Linked DNA regions of Mus musculus: region 2 is linked to region 1. The links are chromatin contacts, called in public promoter capture Hi-C maps. All regions are on one chromosome and are shown on one strand. Each heading gives the region's core, a stretch centred on a gene start, on an enhancer-like site or on the middle of the called end of the contact. The rest is flanking DNA. Distances are from core to core; before and after follow the strand shown.

The links. Promoter capture Hi-C pulls out the DNA fragments that hold promoters and counts their contacts.
Region 2: a promoter capture Hi-C map of second pharyngeal arch cranial neural crest shows a contact between it and region 1, with 2.5 times the contacts expected there. The contact joins the enhancer-like site here to the promoter of Foxp2 in region 1. A contact is called at or near these places in 7 of 39 promoter capture datasets (cranial neural crest, frontonasal cranial neural crest, hippocampal neurons and 3 more), 9 of 484 Hi-C or Micro-C datasets (cortical neurons, cranial neural crest, cumulus cells and 6 more), 9 of 115 datasets of contacts at active chromatin or transcription factors (bone marrow-derived macrophages, craniofacial prominence, embryonic forebrain and 6 more) and 3 of 9 other capture datasets (adipose tissue, embryonic tail and pancreatic islet).

The regions. Positions count from the first base shown.
Region 1 is chr6:14,899,038-14,904,168 of GRCm38.p6, reverse strand. Foxp2 (forkhead box P2) reads right to left here and starts at 2,820. Exons shown (of 19, transcript NM_053242.4): 1 at 2,408-2,820.
Region 2 is chr6:15,393,935-15,399,065 of GRCm38.p6, reverse strand. Foxp2 (forkhead box P2) reads right to left here. Exons shown (of 19, transcript NM_053242.4): 9 at 4,213-4,426; 10 at 2,223-2,327. Among named protein-coding and RNA genes, the nearest start is that of Gm36352, 240 kb to the left of the region's middle. Within about 2 kb of position 2,350, at least 9 of the 459 cell types and tissues checked have an H3K27ac peak or open chromatin away from gene starts, as enhancers often do. A contact at or near this core is called in second pharyngeal arch cranial neural crest, where this site is marked.

The sequences.
Region 1 (5,131 bases), core at 1,571-4,070:
ATCCCAGTGCCTATAACTATATTCACTCTATTAATGGAGATACAAATAAATCAAAACTGTAAATTGTGTTTAACAGCATTAAACAAACACTACATTTAAAAATTCCAGCACACTGAGAATATCCTTAGTCATAATTCATAGTGACAGAAAAGATAAACAGGGCTCTTCACAGCATTAAACATTGCCCGAGGTATGTCACACTGCGACTTTGGGATGCAGCTATCTGAAAGCCCATCTCCCCTTCAGTTTCTACCTCAAATGCAGGCACTGGTTTCTCAGTCTTCTCTCCACTGCTGCCTAAGCCAAACTCTTGGGAGCTAGGACACCATGCAAAGATGTGCCTTCCAGTCAAACTTGTTTTCCAAAGTAAATCTCTGCAAATACTTCCAGTTGGAAAATGTCCAGTTCTGCTACTTGACACCAGGGAATCACCTCCTCCCTTGGGGCTTACCTGCAACTAAGTAAGTCTACTTCCATGTTCCTCGTGGGTATGTTGGGAGTATTTTAAGGGCTTCTTGAATCTGTGACTGCAAAGATGCATACCTCATACAGTACCGGGAGTCTTTCACACACTTAATTCCTCCCCTAAGCCCCTGAGTAGAACTCACCCAGGCTACTTCATGCACCTCACATCCCAAGACCTGTCCACCTGGAAGCAAGGAGCAGTCTAGGAATGAGCCCAGAGATCAAGGAGCTGAGTGGATTTCAACATGTGGTGAGAAGAAAGGTGGGGGAGGGATTCAAATCTTGCAGCTAGCAGCTGTCCACTTAGTGGTTTAAATCTGTTGGTTAAAGAGCTGAATAAACAAATACACAGATGGGTCTAGTTCCCTTGGGGGGAATCCCGATTGTGAGGACCGCCCCCCCCCCCCAAGTCCTGGACAGTTTGGCCTCTGGACTCTACCCTGCGCAAAATGCAAATGCAAAATGATTTCACTTTCAAAGGACCGAAAGCCTTCACACATCTGTGTCTTGAATGTTTTTTCTAATAATAAAAGCATGGCCCTTTGCTTTCCAGGTCCCGGGACACTTACCTATGAGTTTTTAGGGACTAAAGTTAGGAAGGCAACTTTTTTTCCTGTCCAAGCACTAGTTGGGTGCGGGCCCTCGTTAAGATGGAGATTCAGGGCACTTCTGGCCTGAGGGTAGGGAGAGGTGCACCTACAGTGCCTGTGATCACCTGGAGAGTCTAGCCAGCACCTACAGTCACAAATGCCTCTCCAAGAGCATGTAGTGGAGGCTGGAGTTGATCTTCCCTCACTCGCAGCACTGATCCCAGCCACTTAAGACTCATGGGTTTGAAAGAAAGAAAGAAAGAAAGAAAGAAAGAAAGAAAGAAAGAAAGAAAGAAAGAGAGAGAGAGATAAGAAAAAAGGAAGGAAGAGAGGAAGGAAGGAAGGAAGAAAGGAGAGAAGGAAGGAAGAAAAAAGGAAGGAAGGAAGGAAGGAAGGAAGGAAGGAAGGAGAGAAGGAAGGAAGGAGAAAGAAAAAAAAAGGCTAGGGAGAAACCCTTTCTCACCAAGGTGTCTGTGCCCCTCCCACATGCCCTCTCCCAGGGGCTGCAAGCTGTGACACCCACACACAGAACAAGGAGCACTTCCCAAAGTGGAAGGAAAGTAAAACCAGGACGGATCCATTGGGAAGCCGCAGGCCTTGCTGGCTAGCAGACAAGTGGAAGAGAGTGATCAGGAGTGGCCCGAGAAATGCATGGTTATCTCAGGAGTCACTAGGGGCCAGGAGTTTCTTAACTAGAGAGAAAAGAAGTGTCCCCTTGATGCCTCTCTGGTTCCTGGATAAGTACTTCTGAGATGAAAGCAGAAGTGCTGAAGACCCAAGAAACGCGCACTTGCCCGCTTTAGTAAATAAAGGTCAGCAGTCTCATCAATAAAGTGTGCGCTTCTAACCACCACATGTTTCTACTGCTGTCTCTCTTCCCTAGAGGGAGTGGGAGGGAAGAGGGAAAGACAACAAACATTTTTTTATAAGAGTAAACAAACGCATCTGGTGTTTCGACACATTTCTTCCTCCAGCATCTCTGGACGATACAACAATCTGCATATTCAAAACGAAAATAAATAAATAAATGAATAAATAAATAAATAATTCATCCCGGAGCCCACAGAGAAATCTCATTTTCCTGCACACCCCTTTCCCCATCACACAGCAAAATGCAAAGAAACAACAAGTGGCGATGTTGGGTCTCGACGCAAATGCGACCCCTGCCCTATGTGGAAATCTGACACATGTCACCCTGGCCCCGCAGCGCGGAGCAGCAGGCTCTGGGGCGAAACTTTGCTGCGCGACCGGATCAGCGTGGAGCAAAGTCGCAGTCTGGCCGCGCGTGGCTGTGCTTGGGACAGGGTGGGGTGCGGAGTGCAGAGCGTCTGAGTGAGGGCGAAGAAACTTACCGCGATCGGGGACCCCGAGGGCAGCGTCCCAGGAGGTGGCACCCGCTGTGCACCCAGGCAGAAGCCCCGGAACAACACACCCACGCTCGAGTCCCGGCAGCCGCGGCCGCGAGTTCGGGGACACCAGGGGAGGGGGGACCCGAGGAAGCTGCGGCGGGAAGTCGCGGCCGCGGCATAAATGCCCTGGGCGGGCACTGACGGATGAACTGCTGGTGGCGCCGGGCTCCGGCCGGGACGAAGCTGCGGCCGGGGAGCTGCACGCGCCGGCGTGTCTCGCGCTTTCTCGGAGGCTCGCGCTGTCTCGCGCTGGCAGCTCCCCCCACAACCCGGATCTCTGTATGTATGTGTGTGTTGGTGTGTGTGTGTGTCTGTGTGTATGTGTGTGCGCGCGCGCTTGTATGTGTGTGTGTGTGTGTGCGTATGTGAGTGTATGTGTGCGTGCACCGGCGGGCGCGCGCACCCGGGCGCGCGCGCGAGTTGTTGGCGATGCAAACTATGCACACACTGAGAGCAGAGCAGCTTCTCCTATGAGGGGCGGGCAGGGGGAAGGGACCTCCTAGAACACTCTTAAGTACTGTTGGGGCACTTGTTTTGTCTTACTTTGCTAAGTTGGGGTTGTTGTTGTTGTTGATGATGATTATGATGATGATTTTTTTAAAGTGGTTTGAACTCCATCAATCTCTTCATGCCCCCCCCCCAACTTTTTCCAGAGATGGGAGAAATCGCGGGCCAGAATGTTGCTGGGCTTTGCGGTGGAGCCTCCTGGATGACGTCAGGTCCACCTGCTATGTAAACAACTTGCTAGAGAACTTGTTTGTTCTGCCCCGTTTCCCCCACCCCCACCCTTCTCCCCACCTCCAGCTCCGCCTCCTCCTGCCGCCCCAGACGGCGAGTCGGGGATGGGGGTGGGGAGGGAGGCGAGAACAAAACCGTATGCTGTATTGGCACAGCCGAGTTGTGTCTGCTGCTTCTTGGCAGTCCCCAAAGTACGTCCTCTCAGCAGACGGAGCTGCTGGCAAATGAAACAGGGGATTCCACGTGAAGTGCAGAAAACCTAGAAGGGATCCGAAGCCTTTGGTGGCAGGTAGTTAAAGCACAGAGTGTCACAGAGGGAGCCCGCGCCAACACAGCCACGCTGATTGGCCTTTCTCTCCTGTGTGTGCGCCTCTGCGGCCTGGATGGAGAGGCAGAACCTTTCTCACTCTTGGTTGTCGTGGCTCCTGTCTCACTTGGGGCCAGTACTGCTAGGGCTTCCATGTAGTCGCGCAGCCCAGGTCACCGAAGCGGGACTTGGAAAAAGAGATGGCACCACCAAGGTGTAATTTTGTTTTTAAAGTATGAGGCTTTGGGGACTGACTGGATCAATGACTAGGGAGAAAAAAATAACAGGAATGAAAGAAAAGTAGAAATTGCCAGAACCCGCTCGCAGTGCACTTCAAAGCTGTGTCCCCGGTGTTGGGGGATGCTCCGGCTCGGTTTCTGCCACCAGGTCCCTCCTCCACTGTGCGTGGTGCGACCTAGCTGGCTGGTCTGAGCAGGACCAAGAAAGAGATGACAGAGAAAGGGCCGGAGGAGATCAAGGCGGGCCCTGAAGGGTCTTGTGACTTGAATCTGGGAGGGTGTTTCTAAGATGCCCCTCTCCACCCTAGCTTGGGAAGGAAGTTCCTTCCTGCGGTTCTCCCGCCAGCCCCTCCCGGGCCACTGGCCCCCTAACCCTTAGCCGTCGGCGTTCAATACGCGCCGCCGCGGGAGCTTGCAGCCTAGCTGCTGAATCTGTCACGCAGCGATTCCACCGGCGCAGAAACTTTCCACTAAATAGCTATAGCCAAGAAGCCGGGGATGGGGGTTGGGGGGGACACGGAGTTGGGCTAGGCTGCCTTCTAGCTATTCTCCGGAGAGAAATAGCTGCGAACTTTCACACAGCTTTATTCAGTACAAGAGGGGATGGTGGGATGGGGTGGCCAAAGATCAGCATCAACACGTGCCTTTTTAGTTTTTCCCTTCCTCAAACACCAACTGGCCCTTTCTCTAAAGGGCAGAGAGAAGGACCCCTCCCTCCCTCCCCCCCCTCTCTCTCTCTCTCTCTCTCTCTCTCACACACACACACACACACACACACACACACACACACACACACACACACACACACACTTCAGAACCTGCAGTTCTCTATAGGGAGGAAGCGGCGACCCTGGCACCCACATCTGTAAACACACCGCCAGGTTTGCTAGAGAAACCAACTTTTGTCAATAAGCCACAGGGCTGGTCGCGGCAAGTCCGCCTTAGCCCGGAGCGCGAGGAATTGGGGTGAGATTTGGCTTTGAATTGGGGAGCTTTCTGTGAACCTTTAAAACTCTGGTCGTCCTGAGTGCTCTGCTCGCAAATGATATCCGCACTCTTTCAAGTGGTCTTTTGAGAAATGAAGACTCAGGAGTCTGCAGAGTCCGAATCTTTTTAAGAAAGGAAACAGCTCTCGCTAGTATTAAGAAAGGATCCAAAAGCTGCCTCCACCCCACCCCACCCCGCTTCTGAAAGGTGGGGGGTTAGGCGGCTGTGCTTCACCAGCAAACCTAAATAAAATATACTCTGAGTTAATTTGAAATGCTTTAGAAAAAGAGAAGAGTAGACAACTCACGTGGGAAACCTTGAAAACCCAAAGGCGGTGGATTTCCCTGGGCCTGGTGTATAAAGGTAACCGAATAATCTAAAGGTTTCCAGAGCCTC
Region 2 (5,131 bases), core at 1,101-3,600, 500 kb before region 1:
TCAGAAAAAAAATGGTTAAATTCTGTCAACTCTCACTTTTCTGTAAAGTTGTCAAACTTCTCCTGAAGAATGTTACCTTGGACTTTGTTTTCTCCTATTATTGTCAGAATTTGTTTTAATTTTCATTTTTATTCAATATAAAAATATACCCCACTTGTTAATTAATGTGGAGATAAAAATTATACTCCTGAGAATGGTAACATGGTACCTGGAAGACTAAAAATGTATATGATGCTGAGTCAACTTTTTCTTGAATAAATGAAGTACTTCATTAATAAAATATTTTATTTCTTTTCAAATTTCTCACATATCTTTAAGAAAAAGATAATACTGATTCAAGAAATATGTCATATTAATTTTTCATTTCAGTGGAGTATATTGGCATTAAGTAGGAACAGAATTTATCTCAGGTCTTTGAATTAGAAATTTTAAAACATATGCTACTAAAAAGGGGTAGAAGGAGGACCATACAGTCTACTGTCAGTAGTCTTATCATCAGTATAAAGTGAATAGATAGATAGTCTTTGAAACCAGGGTTGATACTTGATTGAAGTGAAATGCTTTTAAAATTGTGATTTCTCCAATTAAAAACAAACAAACAAACAAAAAAACAAAACAAAACAAACACCAGTATGAATATGAGAAAAGATTATGGAGAATAAAATGAGAGAGTTCTTATTCATTCACGTATTTTTGATTCAAATTATCTGACGTGTGAAAAATCATCTTCATATGTCTTAAAGAAACCATACTAAAGGAGAGAAACACAGTTTCCCTCAGAAAATGAGTCAGATTTTACTTATAAAATATTTTAGAGAAAGAGAATAACTACTAAGCAGGTAGTTTTATAAATTCAGTTATTCCTAGGACATAGAATCAGTCATCCTAGACAGATGCTCACTGACAGAAAATATACCATAATGATAGAGGTAAAAATTATGGAATTATTGCTAAAATAATTTATATTTCTGGATTTTTTAAAGCCCTTTTTTGGCAGTAGAAACTTTAGCAAAGCAACCTAACATCTTTTAAATGCCCTTTTTATGGGAATAATATAATAAATTTCACACCCAGAAAAATGGCAGCTCACAGTTGGTTTGGTGTAACAGATATGTAAATTTTCGTTTAAGTCCATTTCTAAAAAGCCATTGTTATCTGTGAAGCAAATTTTCTCTTAATTGGTCTGAAATTATATATAAAAATCTTCACGAAGTCTTCCTGTAATCATTTATAAAGGTATTATGATACCAAGTGCTTGCCTCGTTGTTAGGGTACTTCGGCTCTGTACTCTGCAGTCGGTCTGCCATTTGTAAACACATCTTTTTGATGTTTCTGCCAACATCCTGGCAACAAAGCAGTGCAATTTCAAATGAGCTAATTAACTTAATTGTTGATGAAGCATGAAACAGTTCATTCACCCTGTTAGCTGCACCATGACAACACAAGAGGCTGAGGCTGCGAAGACACTCATCTTCATAAACCTATCTGCAGCTCCCTGTTCAGATCTTCCCTGTACCAATAACTGTGAGCAGAAAATTGTCCATGAAAAGGGAATGTTCTCATCTGCAGGGGAACCCCTCAAAGAGCCTTGAAACTAAAATATTGTAGGGATGCACAGGATTTAATTTCATACTGCAGAAATTATAAAATCTACTTTCCAAATACATCACCATAGATGGCAAAGGTAACAATGTGAGCAAAATGTGACTGTAGCATCAAATGTCCGACATCACTGATCTTCATTTTTGATCCTGGATATTAAATGCCATTACTGGAAGTAAATATACAGAATCTGCCCCTTTAGAGATACCTACAACCTATGTCTATTTTATTTCATTTAGAGAAATTGTATGCTTATTCAAATATTATATGAAATTTTTATTAAAAATTTCAATTTCAAAAGAAAAATTTCTACTTCCAGAGAATGCTCTTTTACAAACCTGTTTCATAGTGATTAAAATCACCTTCATGGCAGGCTCATATTCCACTGGTTTGAAGCCTTCCAAATAATTTTGAAAATATTTTCATAAAAAGATGTATATGACCTATGAACATTTTTAGCCTTGTTTTTCCAGTCCACTTGTTGAAACAAACTCAAAACTCAGTGTGCTCTAAGATGGACCATCTTTTCACTTCTCTTTCAGTTACTGTTTATTTTACAGCAGTGTGCTAAAATTCCCATGTAATCTGTTTCCCCTTCCCCAAGACTAGTTAAAACCTACTTCAAAAACTGTCCAAAATCTTCACATATGCTTTCACAGCCTGGCCACTTGCAGACTCCATGGCCATAGAGAGTGTGCGAGGCCCCAGTCTCCTCATGTGATGAGCTGTAGCAAGAGAACACAACGTCAGATTCATCTCAGAAAGCCATAATCGTTGCAGGCTGCTAGCGCCTGTCAGGTTACGATCAGTGACAAACAGGTCAAAACAGGTCAATTCAGCCCAGTGCAGTCAGAGAAATTTAATCGTTCTATTGAATAGTTCAACTGCCAAGGCTAGATGATGTTCCAATTAGTGGAGAAATAGAGCCAAAGATGACTGTTAATAAAGGATGAAAGACTAAGAGGACTCTATAATATCATATGCTAATCCTGCCATATGACCTGACAGTAACATTTTAACTCTAAATAAAATATATGTATATGCAGTCTTATGTTGTAGAGTAGGAAAATTTTATTTTAATGAACGCTATATGGAAATCATCATCATAGTTTTGAAATATGCCTTTAGAACACAGTATGAACAGTAGGATCATTTAAACTAATACTCATGTGCAAACCATATGTATACATACATACAAATATTCCTAGTAGCTACAGTTGATTTGAAAAATCCTGCTCTGCAACAGTGTTTGCTAGCAATATCCTTACATAATTATGGTAGGCCTTTAATAAGTGGGTATTATATCAGATAGAGAGATATGAAAACTAACATATTTCTGAAATATGTAATCATCAAATTAATCTCAATTAAAACAACAGCATGAAAGCACTCAGAAGCTTAGCACTCTGTAATAAAAATGAAGATGAAAATCCACATGTGCTCAGATAAAGGCCAGGAACATTGCCATACTTTGGTCTTCTATTTTAAACAGTGCTATAACTACTTTTATGTTTCTTTGAAAAGAATATGCCAACGTATTTGGCCCAGCTAGGCAAATATGTTATTACATGACAATAGCACCAATCTACTACATGTTCCTTTGGGTACAGAGTAGTTTGTGTATATAAGTCATTTCATTATAAAATTCGATACTTAATCTTCAGATTTTAAAAACAACTTTTCTTTTTTAGAAATTATTGGATTATACACTTTATGTAAATATTTGACAAGATCTGACTTGGAAGTGATGTGCCTAAGCAAGTGGAATTAAGTTATAAAATATAGCTGGATGTTTCTTATGGAAGCACAGTTTAAAAAAGAAGACAGAACTATAAGCAGAAACACTATGGTGGGAAGTTATCTCACACAATGTAATATTGGCAACAAAAGACAATGACTTTCCTGTATACATTCCCAGTTAGATTTATTTTAGAAACTATCAAAGTGAATTCATTTTGATATATTCACTAATCCACCTCAAACAAAAACACTTTCAAATTTCAGATAATTAAAAATGTAGCTGGGCGTGGTGGCACACGCCTTTAATCCTAGCACTCAGGAGGCAGAGGCAGGTGGATTTCTGAGTTCGAGGCCAGCCTGGTCTACAAAGTGAGTTCCAGGACAGCCAGGGAAATACAGAGAAACCTGTCTCGAAAAACCAAAAAAAAAAAAAAAGTGTGTATTATACACGTTTTTTCTTTAGTTCACATTTTAAGTGTATCCTTAGAAGTTAGAAAGTAGTTGAACATTATGTAATCAAGAATATAGATGACCAGAGTTTCCTTTTGTATTGTTGTGGCATGATGGGGTTAGTGAATGTTCTCATAACTGGAGTTAATTCATAATATATTATTTATCAATTTATGTCAATATAATCATTCCTTGTACATTCATGGAAAACTTAATTTCTTTAGGCATGCTCTCTATTCATATCCAGTATACTGGTGGCGTTTTTGACATCATTTTATAGCTTAAAAGAATAAAAAGGTCAACAAAAATGATTTCTCTTTCAGTTGCTCTCCATACAGTTTTGTCCCTGTTCATTTCCAGTTTGTCAACTGTGGAGATAAAATAAGGGTGTAAGCAGAGAGCGCAGCGCAGGAGGCTCACCTGTCCCGCCTTGCATTCAGAACTGAAGACTGTCCGTTCACTATGGAATGATGTGTGATGGGTGGTGATGCTTTGGACGTGGTGGAGGAGGTAGTCGAGGAGGAATTGTTAGTCGTGAGGTCTAGCCCTCCATGCTTGATGCCGTTGTCTTCCATACTATGGACTCCAGTCACTTCTTTCCATAGTTGCTGAATCTCAGCAGGACTTAAGCCAGCTATAAAAGGAAAGAACGTGCCACTGATATAACAAGGTACCATACTCAAGAGCTTCAGAAAGGATTAGCAACATCACCAACGTGGATACATGATAAAAATACTCTTGTACCCCCAATACTAAAGGTGTTTTTTCATCCCAAACAATACGTTATTTATTTTAAAACAGCAATTTGAAAACAGTACTGGGGAGAAGAGGTTTGGGAAATGTATGGTTGATAAAAAAAAATCTACTCATCTTCTATTTATAAATTAGATATTAAAACTTGATTAGTAGTATTAATGAGGAGGTGAAAGAAATTTTATAAATAATATACTAAAAGAGCAAAAAAAAAACCCATTACAAACAGGTAAAAACAAAATAACACTCAATGGGAGACAGGAGAGAAGGGAGAGAGAAAGAGGAGGGGGAGGGAGAGAAAGAGAGGGAGATAGAAGGGAAAGGAGAGAGGTTGATACTGGTTAGGACGACGATGACTACTACTACTACTACTACTACTACTACTACTACTACTACCACTCTACTACTACTACTACTACTACTACTACTACTACTACTACTACTACTACCACTCTACTACTACTACTACTACTACTTACTACTACTACTACTACTACTACCACTCTACTACTACTACTACTACTACTACTACTACTACTACTACTACTACTACTACTACCGGTTGATAAAAATCTCAACTTCTCAC